3 separate regions of the Mus musculus genome follow, and all the other regions are linked to region 2. The links are chromatin contacts, called in public ChIA-PET and promoter capture Hi-C maps. All regions are on one chromosome and are shown on one strand. Each heading gives the region's core, a stretch centred on a gene start, on an enhancer-like site or on the middle of the called end of the contact. The rest is flanking DNA. Distances are from core to core; before and after follow the strand shown.

Region 1 (3,948 bases), core at 411-2,910, 520 kb after region 2:
GCAAAACATTACTGAGCATAAAATAAAGAATTAAAAAGAAAGAAATAGGGCTGGAGAGATGGCTTAGCGGTTAAGAGCACTGACTGCTCTTCCAGAGGTCATGAGTTCAATTCCCAGCAACCATGGTGGCTCACAACCATCTGTAATGAAATGTAATGCCCTTTCCTGTGTGTCTGAAGAGAGCAACCATGTACTCACATAAAATAAATGTATCAATCTTGAAAGAAAGAAAGAAAGAAAGAAAGAAAGAAAGAAAGAAAGAAAGAAAGGAAGGAAGAAAGAAAGAAAGAAAGAAAGAGAAAGAAAAATAAAAACCATCCCTAACTCCAGTTCCAGGGGATCCAATGTCCTCTTCCTACCTCTGTGGGTACCAGCCTTCTGTGGGAACCAGGCATGCAGGTAAAATGCTCATATACATAAAAATCAATCTAAAAAATTAAAAATTTTAAAACTAGGACTGGGAAAAAAAAAAAAAAAGACCGATCAAGTGGAGCAGAGCAGCTTTCACAGACCCAGAGCAAGCCCAACCCCTAAGAACAGGGTAGTGAGCCTCACCCATCTCCTTCCTGAGGAAGAGCTGGGCGCTGGTATTCTTCCTGCTGCTTTTTATTCTCTTCTACTCCCCAGGGGCCAGTTTCCCTCCTGGACCTTCAGATGGCATCCCTTTCTCCCTCAAACTGGCCACCATGACTAACTAGCCTAGATGAGCACAGAGCCAGCACCCATCGCTTCTCCCTCCTCCCCCTCCCCCTCTGGGGCCTCTGAGGTCTGTAGCCAATATAGGTTGACAGATAGGAAAACTATTCCCCAGCACCGTCAGATGCCATCAGGAGGGCTGGGAGCTCTAGCTATAATTCAAGTTGGTAGCAAACTTGAGTTACAACCAGGTAACTCAGTCCAGACAAACCCAATCTAGAAGGACTGACCGAGTGGAAAAGAGTCAGCAGCTTTCAGGTGGCTGAGACCCTGAGACCCTTGCTAGGAGTAACCCCAAGCTAGCTCATAAAGAGGAAGGACCTGGGTGTTAAATCTAGGGGTCCAAAGCCCAGTTTGGAGTATGAGACTGCAACTTGGGGATTCCTTTGAGGATTCCTAGAGCTATGGACTCCGTTTATTCAGACTGGAGGGGACAGGGCATGAGTTTCTGGAGGCCTGGGAAAACCAGACCCCTTCACCTTGCTGACTGCTTGCTAAGGAGATCCTAGCCATCTGCTGCTATATCACTTCCTTTCTCATCGTCTTTGAGACCCATAGGCGGCTGCTTGGCTTGGAATGTCAAACAGGTGGCCCTTCCCTGCACTCCACTGGCATCTGCTGGCTTCTTGAGTCCCAGCAGCCAGCTCTGTCCCACTCAAAGACACCAGTTTCCTGCGTTGCATAGAATCCCATTGCAAGCCAAGCTGCTGACCCAGCCACCGCAGGCTCCTGGACTGCTGCGAAACACGATGCCGAGGAACAATTCCACTAGCCCGTGGCGCGGGCTGAAGTTGAGTTTGTTTCGAGTCCGTGAGGCCCTGGACATAAATCGCTGCTGCCGTATATCAAAATTTAGCCTTCAAATCAAGAGCTCCTTACACCTGGGCCGGATGTGCACAGCGTCACAAGGGCCAGTGGTTCCCATGGCAACAAGTAGGCCTTTGGCAGGGGGAGCGGATCTGGCAGTGCACCCTGCAGCTCTGGCTGGGCTCCGCACAGGAAGCGGGCGGCCAGGCACTTGCAGAGCGGGGCTGGGGCTCACGGAGGTGATCCGGAAGAGGAGTGGTAGGTAGAGGAGTTTAGGAGGTGTGCCCAGAAGCTCGGGGTGGGTAGTCTCCACGGAGGGGGAGGGGTGATAGAATAGCTTAGATGGGGAAGTAGTTATGGAGACTTCCATTGAGCTTTCTAGCGGCCATGAACTGTTGACTCAGGGTCTTGGGGCCCTGATCTCAGCTAGCATTCAGCCAGGAACCATTCTCTGCTGTCTCAGATGCCTGTTCTAACCCCCCCCACCCCCCACCCCCGGCACGCACCACCATTCACACAAATCACTTTGAATTAGTCTTTGGGACATGATCAATCTTACTATCCAGCTGTGTGGTTTTGAGGTAGTCATCCAGTCTCTTAGCTCTGTTTCTTGCTCATCCAAGCCCAGTTTCCACAAACTGAGATTTCCAAGTGAAGCCACTGGCCCAGTGCCAGGGACAGCTAGCAGGAGGTTGGTACCTTCTCCAGGGATCTCTGGCTACTGGGCTTTGTGGCACACCAGCCTCTCCACAGACAACCAGATTTGGGGGAAAGGTATGGGGACAAGGAGAGGAGGGCTGACTCTGGAGTCAACAGTTCCAGCTTTGGGATAAACTGGGTACAGGAGCATACACCCCTGGAGTCCCAAGACTGCTTGAGCACAGGAGTTGGAGGGCAGCCTGAACAACAGACTGAGATGTTCTGTCAAAATCAAAAGTGACCATGAAGGAAGACCAACCTAACAAGCTTTAGCGTTAGACTCCCCCCAACCCCCATCTGTGAGATGGTGGGAGAGGATCTACCCTGTTCTTAGCCACACAAGGTCCCCCCCCCCCCCTTTATGTGAGGATGATGTAGAGTCTTGTCTTTGGTTAGCCTGGTCCCTGAGCATTGCACCCCTGCAGTGTACCTGGTCTCTGGAGAGTACTGGGAAGCATGGGGAATCACCCTAAGCTTGGGCACAGACCTGTGTTAGGTGAGGAACCTGAGACTTATGATCTGTCTCAAAACTAATCAACATCCCAGAGCTTCTCCCCAGGCTACTCTGGTCCCTGTAGCCCACTCTGTCTGATAAGCCCCATTAGCTCATCGCCACAAAATACTATTGGCCCCTTGATAGAAGTTTCCCGTTTATCATCTGCTTTTGCCCAGTACCCAGCCCACTATTCTGTCCCCTCCAGGGGTCTCTGATCAGAAAGCTGTGTCCCAGGGGAGAGCAAAAGCCATTATGGGGCAGAGGCTGATGAGGGGCAGAGCCAATCTGACGGTCACAGCTGATGCCTAGTTCTTACCCTCAGCTCCCAGACAATGAACTTCCAGGTGACAGGCCTGGCCCTGGACAAAATGAAGCTGGACAGTCCACATTCCTTCCTGGACGCAGAGGAGGTGGAGGAGGCAGAGGACCAGCAGCTGCTGGAGCCAGAGGCTTGGAGGACATACATGGAGCGCCGCAACGTGCTGCGTGAGTTCCTGACCACAGACCTGAGCCCCCAGTTGCTCAAGCGCCACCATGCCCGCATGCAGCTGCTCAAGAAGTGCTCCTACTACATTGAGATTCTCCCTAAGCACCTGGCCCTGGGTGACCAGAACCCGCTGGTGCTACCTAACACCATGTTCCAGCTCATTGATCCCTGGAAGTTCCAGCGCATGAAGAAGGTGGGCACAGCACAGACCAAGATCCAGCTCCTCCTGCTTGGGGACCTGCTGGAGCAGCTGGACCATGGCCGGGCAGCACTGGATGCCCTACTTGAGGCCCCTGACCCACGGCCCTTCCTGGCAGGCTGGGGGCTTGTGGAACAGCAGTTGGCAGACCTATCAGTTGTCATGGACAACTTCCTGGCCATGATGGTACCAGGACACCTGCATGTCAAGCACCGCCTGGTATCTGACATTGGAGCCACCAAAATCCCACACATCCGGCTTATGCTGAGCACGAAGATGCCAGTTATGTTCGACCGGAAGGAGTCAGTGGCGCATCAGGACTGGGTCAGCCTGCGCTGGTTTGTAACCATCCAGCCGGCAGCACCAGAGCAGTATGAACTGCGCTTCAAGCTGTTGGAGCCCAGGACACAACAGGAGTGTACACAGTGTGGCATAGTCCCTGTGGCTGCCTGCACCTTTGATGTCCACAACCTGTTGCCCAACCGTACCTACAAGTTCACTATCAAGAGGGCAGAAAGCTACACCCTGGTCTATGAGCCCTGGCGGGACAGCCTCACCTTGCAG
Region 2 (4,202 bases), core at 1,591-4,090:
CAGATGTACAAAAGCATAAATGTTATTTTTTTCATTAAGTTGTCTTAGACTTTGAAAATATTTCTGTTAACATAAGGGCACATGAGTTCAACTGAAAGTGTTCTACAGTGAGTAAACGGCTTAAATGTATCGGCTGTAAAATCAGTCAGTACTCATAAAGGCTCTTCAGTGTCACCAGGAACTTTTTAGTATAAAGACCCTGGAGTTTAGTTTGGGGACTGAGCACAGAGCTTCCACAACTGCTGTCTGTCTGTCTGTATAAAGCACCCTTTCTATCTAGCTAAGATTCACAAGGGCCCTAAGTAGACCCAATTGGATCCCATCCCATCCCTTCCCTCCTAACTCAGGTTCAGCCATTACTCTGAGGAGGCTGTAAAGCTTGCTACCTAAGTTCAGGCCAAAGCCCAAGAGGCTCCTGAAACTCAAGTAAGGAGCTGTGTTTCAACTGGAGCCTTCCTTTCCTTCTCTAAGATTCGTAGGAGACAATACATGGGTCCGTGTCCCCCCCCCCCCCCCCCCCGTCCTTTGGTGGATGGGGGAGGGTAGGATAATGAAGTCCAACACTGAATTCTAGCAGGGCTTCCTGTATTGTCTATTGCAGCTCAGCTGAACTCTATTTTCAAGCCAGTCAGAGCAGCAACACCCAGTACTTCCTAGACATTAACACAAATTTAAACAAGCAACAAGAAGGCTACTTCAGACCCAAACATATGCTTTTAAATTACAATTTAACAAATCCTGACAGTGCCTACCAAGCTTCTCAGGGGAAGGCCGTCTGGATATAGCTCCTAATTCCTGCTCCTGTTCCAATAAACTGTACTTTCTATCCCTAACAGTCAGACAACACCTAGGAATAAACTGTATAAACACAAGCATAGAATTAATCATTTTTAAATGTGTCTGCCACCTGTGTGCAAGGTGCCCATAGTTGCCAGTAGGCATGGGATTTCCCAAAGCTGGAGTTAGACATGGTTGTCAGCCCTCAGGTGACACTTGAACCAAGCTCTGGTTCTATAGAAGAGAAACAGGGACACCTAACAGCTGAGCCATCTTTCCAACCTTCGGAATTATTCTTTTGTTTTGTTCTTTCGAGACAGGGTTTCTCTGTGTAGCCCTGGCTGTCCTGGAACTCACTCTGTAGACCAGGCTGGCCTCGAACTCAGAAATCCACCTGCCTCTGCCTCCCAAGTGCTGGGATTAAAGGCGTGTGCCACCACTGCCCGGCCAGAATTAGTCTTTAAAACTATGTAAATTGCCCACTCACATTCCCTTATAAAGGTCTCAAAATGACCACTAAGAAAATAAACTAAAGCCTTGTCAACATGTTCTGTCTCACAGGCGAGCCTGCACACTCAGAACAAATGAGCACAACTCAGACTTTGGGCTTTGACCTCCTCTTTCCAAAGAGCTCACTATCACTGGCTGCAAATCACACAACCTTTGTAACCGAATCAACACAAAACCTCAGAGACTACTGGGTTTCTATAAAGGACCCAGTCATCTAAGACTTAAAGGAGACTCCACTCAGCAACAATTTCTTAGTTGGGGCTTGAGCATAAGAAACAGATTCTACAACACGGATCACTATGTAAGGATCTAAGTGCAACATGAATCTTTGCTCTTCTGGGTTAAACCGAAGTCACCTAGTATCGAAGGGCAGATGTGTAACATGGTAAAACATGCTGTGCTGACAGAAGTGTACAGCCTGGCACAGACAGTACTCATATGCTGAAGAGAAATCATTACTTGAGGTGCTCAGCACTGACTGAATTAAGACTCTTTAGCCTATTAAGACAATACCTACCAGAAGAGGTACAGAGAGCTTTTCTGACAGTAGAAAACTTCTGCGAACGACAGAAGGCAGGAAGACATCCCACCTCGCCTTCAAGACCTACCTGAGCTCTCCTCAGGTCCCCTAGCACACGTTCTCAACAAGCTATTATGATGCTACACATGCACTGATTGGCAGGAGGAAAGTGCTGGTCATGAGTGCTGGCAGGGGTCATCAATTACACAATCTTTTTTGTGTGCTGTTTGTCATCCTTACACAACTGAGTTTGCCTGACAAGTGTAACAAGGAGCATCCTTTTGTGGAAAATCAAATATACACAACATTCCCAATCAAACCCAGGGCCTCTTACTCAAGAGTCACTGTTGAGATCAATCTACATTAACACACACCTGGCCACCAACACTGGCAAGAGGCAATGAGCGCCCAGACAACGCCCAGGCCCTACACAGGGCTGAGGCTGGATCTTCCCCGAAGTCCCCCATGAGATATCTGCTCGTACACCCGCAAATTCGCGCCCAGGCCCAGTCACGTCCTACCACGAATGCCCTACCGCAAGTGTCGAGAACCTGCGGCCTCGGGAGGCTGGGCCCCTAACTCCGACTCAGAATCAAGGGCTCCACAGCCTCCCAGACCCAGACCATCTTGGACTACACAAGACAACCGGTGATTTCGGCAGAAACCAGACGCAGACCGCCCGCCCGGCCGGCCGGCCTCGCGCGCTCCACCGCGATCCCTCAGCCCGGGGCCGGAAAGGGCCCCGCGGGCCGCGACGCCATTTTCTCGGCGCCATCGGCGCCGCTCGCTGGAACTAGGCTGCCGGCATGGCGCCGCTCCACCTTGTCCGGAGTCCAAGTGCCGTTCGGGTCCACACGGCTTCCGCCCTCCTTCACAGTACAGAGTCACTTACCCCGGCCGCCGGGATCCCGCAGCCATTTCCAGAGCTACCACGGATATAGAGCAGAGACCAGCGAGACTACCGTCCTAGAGTGGTAGGCCGCGCGGCAAGCGGAAGAAATCGACCGGCCACCGAGCTACGGCGAGGCTAGAGCGGCTGTGCCGCCCTTCTTGCACGCATGCGCCACCCGGGTTCCCCGGAGCGCCAGCCTGGTTGGCCGGGCACGCTTGACAGATTCCCGCGTCCCGAACTAAGGGGCTAAGCTGGGAGCCAATGCCACTAAAAGGTTCCTCCAGCTATCCTTGAACAGCACCCGGCCCAGCATTCCAAAAGCTTAAACTCTGTGTCTGCAGGGACTGGTGCTTCGGAACAAACCAGCACCGGATTCCGGTGGGAAGGAGCCAGGAAAACCTCAAAGCCCTGCAGCTCTCGCCTATGGCAGGGCGTGTGCAGAGCGGGGAGGGGCGCCAGCCCTACAGGGACTCACTCCCTCATACTATCCTTTACTCCTTGCCCCGTCCATTTCTTCCTAAAAATGGACCAGGAGCCAAAGTCCAGGCATTCGTGCCTACAAGGGCCCCACCCCCAGTCCCCTCACGAAGGCATTTAAGAATTTCCCCCCCTAGCGCTAACTACAGTGATATTCCTTCACTGTCCCCCATATTACTTAAGGAAACCAGAAAGAGGTCGCAACGTGAACACTAGCCACATTGCTCTGAGGGCAGTTAATGCCGGGATAGACGCTCAGCTTTGCCCCATACAACCAGCTTCTTATTTATGTAAGCACACAGACACAACGCTAGGAAGCCATTCTTCTGGACTCTAACTTCGGCTTCCTGTAACAAACATGTGCTCCGGTCTAGTAAGGCCTCTCTCACATTGTAGAGGCCTCCAATGCTCCATTCAGAAGCCCAGGTCTTGAGTAGTTTTCTTTCTAACATTTCCCAAGATTACATGACAGCTCATGGGGCTTCCTTCAGTACAGTAGAAGGCTGCTTCTGCTTCCCTTGGTGAGATCCTTCAATACCACCTTTCAGATTCTAGTCAAGGAGGAGCCTACCCTGATTACTCAACTCTGCCCTTGAAATAAGTTCCCAGCATCCACAAGCGGCCAAACAACTCCAGTTCTGGGGATCCAGTGCCCTCCTCAGGCATCAGGCACCCACTGCATGTACACATACATAAAAGCAGACCATTCATACACATTAAATAAACATTTTTAAATATAAAAAACTAAAACCCAACATTTAACTTACAGTTCATTTTATTATGTGCAGTGCTGGAGATGGAACCCAGAGCCACCCTAGGGCCATGCTAGGCATGGAGTAATCTGTAACAGCTAACTTTAGATAAAATGCGTTTACTTGCACAGCACTGAAGAATCCGATAACAAATCACCAGCTGCTTTGCACGGAGGGCAATAGAGTAAAGCACCAGTCTTCGATTTCACTTTAAAAACAGCAGGGTCCAATTTGCAGCAGATCTTTATCTGGCAGTGCTACATCCATACACAGC
Region 3 (3,919 bases), core at 25-2,524, 620 kb after region 2:
TGCATAAAATCTTCTTCCCTAAGAAGAGTCCCTTCTCTGTCTGGTACCCCTCACTCTTTTCCTTCCTTTCCTGGGGAATTCCAATTTCTGGGGGGTCCATTGTTTAAATGGCCTGATAGTCAAAAGGAAGATCATATGCATCTCTTAGAATATATTCATTCCTTCCAGGATAGTTTCATTATAAGCTGGGCATGCTGCCTCAAAGCAACTACCTATGTGCTGTGAACTAGACTTGTCTTGATGTGAACCCAAGCAGCAGATGAATCAGCTCATGTCTCAGCTTCACTAGTAGCCCAGAAAGTTTTGCCTGGAATTGGTGCCATCCCAGTGTGTGTGGCCTCCTTCATCTTCAAATTCCCAATAAGAGATGAGGGTCTGAAGGAAATCTATAGGTTTGTCAGGGTGTTCTGTAAGTATGATCTCACATGCACAAGTATGGGCATTTCTGTGGGAAACTACCTGGGTATTAAAGAGAAGCTCTGAAACAAGTATCTATTAGTAGTGGAGAGCCAGCCACTGAAATGTCAATTTCTTTCTAATACCTATTGGGATTGCCTGAAATAAACAAACACCTCTGATGTCAGCACCGCCCTGAAGGACTTTGCAGCTCTCTCTTCCCTGGAGCTCCTTGTTGACTGTCAGCTAGTGCTAGGTGCTAGAGATTTAGAGGAACTCACCTGACAGCTAGCAGACACTGATTGGAAAATAAGCTGGACCCTGGGTGAGAGAGGAGGCAGTGAGAACTCTTAATGTGGGGTGGGGGTCTAGGTAAGATGCAGCCATTTGGATTTTATATACTCCAGCTGTGAAAAGATGCCTTTTGTGACTTGAGGTCAGTAACCACAAGAAAGCTTTAGATTTGTTTAGTTGTGCGGACAATGTAAGTGGCCTGGCCAAATGAACTAGTAGATTCCAGAAGATGGAGCTTATAATGCAAAAGTGGGGATGAGTGTCCGGGCGTGCACGCCTTTCATCCCAGCACTTGGAAGAGGCAGGTCAACCTGGTCTACAGAGTGAGCTCTAGGGCAATCAAGGCTACAGAGAGAAAACCTGTTTCGAAACAAACAAGCAAAAAGAGTGGGAGACAAGCGAGACTCTAGACGATATTAAGTGCTTTGGATAGAATACAGAGATGAGGCCAGGTCCACTGCACGAAGCCCCACCCCCCAGCCCCCAGCCCCCTGGCGTCCAGAGGCGAGGGAACCTGCTGACTCAGAAGTCGCGGAACCCGGTTTCCGCCCGGGTGCAAAGTAGCGGACCGGAAGGGAGGAAACGGAAGTGTAGCATTTAGGCGTGGCTACACGGATCTGCCCGCGAAGTTCCAATCAGCGGACTGCGGAGCACGCGGGATCCGTGTCTTTACAGTTGTTTGATACCGGACTTTGAAAGGCAGCCCTACCGAGACAAGTGAGCTGGGAGTCGCTTGACAGTTTTATCTGAGTGGATAGAGGTCATAGATCACGCACTCGCTAGTTCTGAAGTGCCGCGGTGCATTCTGGGTCCCGGGCTCTTGCTGCCAGTGTCTAGCTAGAGGCGCCTCCCTGGGCTAGTTCCAAGACGGCGGATAGATTTTCGCCTGTCAGTAGACTTGGAGGTCTGGAGAAGTTTAGTGACTTGCGGAGGGCTGAACAGATCATGATTCTGTTTTGCTACCTTTGTTTGGTTGGTTTTGGTTTTGCGTGTCAGGATGTCACTGTGTATTCCTGGCTGTCCTGGAACTCGCTCTGCAGACCATGCTGGTCTCGAACTCAGAGATCCATCTGTTTTTTCCTCCTGAGTGCTGGGAACTAAGGCTGGAGCACCACGCCCTGCCTGTTTTACTACTTTATTTGCATTCGGGTGCACACCTGGACCGAATGATGCATGACCCCAATCTTAAGAGCATCAAAGGTTGGAGACATTCCACGCTTTTGTGTTCAGGTCCAGGCCACAAGGGGATGCTCCTAGGTTCTTAGTCACAGACTTTTTGAAGAGTTGCAGGTAGAGTGCTGAAAATGTGCTTGTTTTGATAACTACATTGGGTTTTTGCTTTGCTTTGCTTTTCAGTCTAGGATGGAATTGGGTGAGCCAGGGGATCATCTTTAGATCTCTAAGCTCCTTTTTATTTTTTGAGACAGGGTCTACATAGCCCTGGCTGTCCTGGAACTCCCTGGACATGCTGGCTTCGAACTTAAGAGATACCCCTGCCTCTGCCTCCTGAGAGCTGAGATTAAAGGCGTGTGCCACCATGATAGGCTCTAAGCACCTTTTGATAGGGAAATAACAGATTTTCTGACCCTACAAGGACAGCTTCCTAAAATGATTGGTGTAATGGTCTGTGGCTACAAAGGCTGATTTCTTCTTATCTGTGTTGTAGGGAATTCTTACAGAGGGAAACCTGATGCCACATGCTGCCAACACTTACCTGGAGTGGCTGAAACACTGAGATGATCAGAGGGGTTTGTCTCACAGACCCAGACAGCCTGCATCTTGGCCTACCACCGTGTCTTCCTCAGTATAGGCTGATATGCCCAGGGTAGTCCTGAATGGTGTGACAGTGGATTTTCCTTTCCAGCCCTACCCATGCCAACAGGAATATATGACCAAGGTGCTAGAATGTCTCCAGAAGGTAAAGCTACAAAGCTCAAGACAGTAATTTAGAGAGGGGGCAATGAGGGCATACCTTCAGCAAACCCCTACTGTAGCCCTACCCTCATCCATTCCAGACTGGGTTTGTCTGCATTCTTTGGTTGGAGACTATAACAAGTGAACAAAAGAGATAGTTATAGAGAGGGATAACTTTGAGAATGTATTGCTGTCCTTTCTGAGTAGGTGGTGTTTGTGCTGGGTCTATTTGATAAGGAATGGGCTTAGGAGGCACATTTCTATGCAGAGGAGCAGGAATACCCAGCTTTCACCGTTTGGGGAAAATGTTTTGGAAAGTTTTTTTTTTCTTTTTAGATTTATTTATTGATTGTATGTAAGTACACTGTAGCTGTCTTCAGACACTCCAGAAGAGGGCATCAGATCTTGTTATGGACAGTTGTGGGCCACCATGTGGTTGCTGGGATTTGAATTCACGACCTTCATAAGAGCAGTCGGTGCTCTTAACCGCTGAGCCATCTCTCCAGCCCTTGGAAAGTTTTAAAATGAGACTTTGATTTATTTATTTTATTTTTGAGACAGGATCTAACTTTTAGCCTAGGTGTTCTGGATAAGCCAGGCTAGCTTCAACTCACAGAGATCTGTCTGTCTCTGCCTTCAGCATGCTAGGGCTAAAGGCATGTATTACTGTGGCTGACTTTTGTGTTTGAACCCTGGAAAAAGTCTTTAAATCTTAGGGGTGTGGAGTTTTTAGCTTTCTACTGAGTTTCTTGAGGTTGCCTTTTTGTATTTGAATCACTTTTTCCTCAAATGTCTTCTTCAGGCTTCTATCTGATATCTGGGACAGAAGACATCAAATTCTGTTCAAATATGGTGAATGCCTATATCCAGAATTGTAGAGCAGTTTCCTATTTTGAGACTTAGCACCTGATTAGTCATCTGACTATATTAGGCTGAAATTTTCTGTCATATTTGGAGAAATGCTCTGAAATTATTTTGCTAATGAGGGCGGTTTTTGTTTTTCTGAGATGGTTTCTTTACTTAGCCCTGGCTGTTCTACAACTTACTATGTAGACCAGCCTGGCCTCAAACTCACAGATATCTGTTTGCCTCTGTGTACCACTATAGTTTGCTAATGAGGACATCTTAACTTACAGCTTTTAGTGGAAAATGTCATGAACTAATTTGTGTCCTCTGGGTGTGAGCTGTGCATCTCAGAGTCATCTGACTTCTCTCCACACCCCCTGCTTTTCCCTTTATTGTGCCTGACACCAATTAGAAAGTGAATGGCATCCTGGAGAGCCCCACAGGCACTGGGAAGACGCTGTGCCTCCTC

Evidence for each region. Promoter capture Hi-C pulls out the DNA fragments that hold promoters and counts their contacts. ChIA-PET counts read pairs in DNA pulled down with a chosen protein or histone mark.
Region 1: a contact with region 2 is called in an RNA polymerase II ChIA-PET map of memory CD8 T cells, with 14 read pairs. The contact joins the promoter of Fndc11 here to the promoter of Dido1 in region 2. A contact is called at or near these places in 4 of 115 datasets of contacts at active chromatin or transcription factors (bone marrow-derived macrophages, effector CD8 T cells, embryonic stem cells and 1 more) and 1 of 9 other capture datasets (adipose tissue).
Region 3: a contact with region 2 is called in a promoter capture Hi-C map of second pharyngeal arch cranial neural crest. The contact joins the promoter of Rtel1 here to the promoter of Dido1 in region 2. A contact is called at or near these places in 5 of 39 promoter capture datasets (cranial neural crest, frontonasal cranial neural crest, liver and 2 more), 3 of 115 datasets of contacts at active chromatin or transcription factors (bone marrow-derived macrophages, embryonic stem cells and memory CD8 T cells) and 1 of 9 other capture datasets (adipose tissue).

What each region holds. Positions count from the first base shown.
Region 1 is chr2:181,218,374-181,222,321 of GRCm38.p6, forward strand. It overlaps Fndc11 (fibronectin type III domain containing 11), which reads left to right and starts at 1,661. Exons shown (of 2, transcript NM_001379472.1): 1 at 1,661-1,761; 2 at 3,021-3,948. The coding sequence starts at 3,031.
Region 2 is chr2:180,699,262-180,703,463 of GRCm38.p6, forward strand. Dido1 (death inducer-obliterator 1) reads right to left here and starts at 2,841. Exons shown (of 16, transcript NM_175551.4): 1 at 2,700-2,841.
Region 3 is chr2:181,318,450-181,322,368 of GRCm38.p6, forward strand. It overlaps Rtel1 (regulator of telomere elongation helicase 1), which reads left to right and starts at 1,275. Exons shown (of 34, transcript NM_001001882.3): 1 at 1,275-1,407; 2 at 2,357-2,608; 3 at 3,863-3,919. The coding sequence starts at 2,507.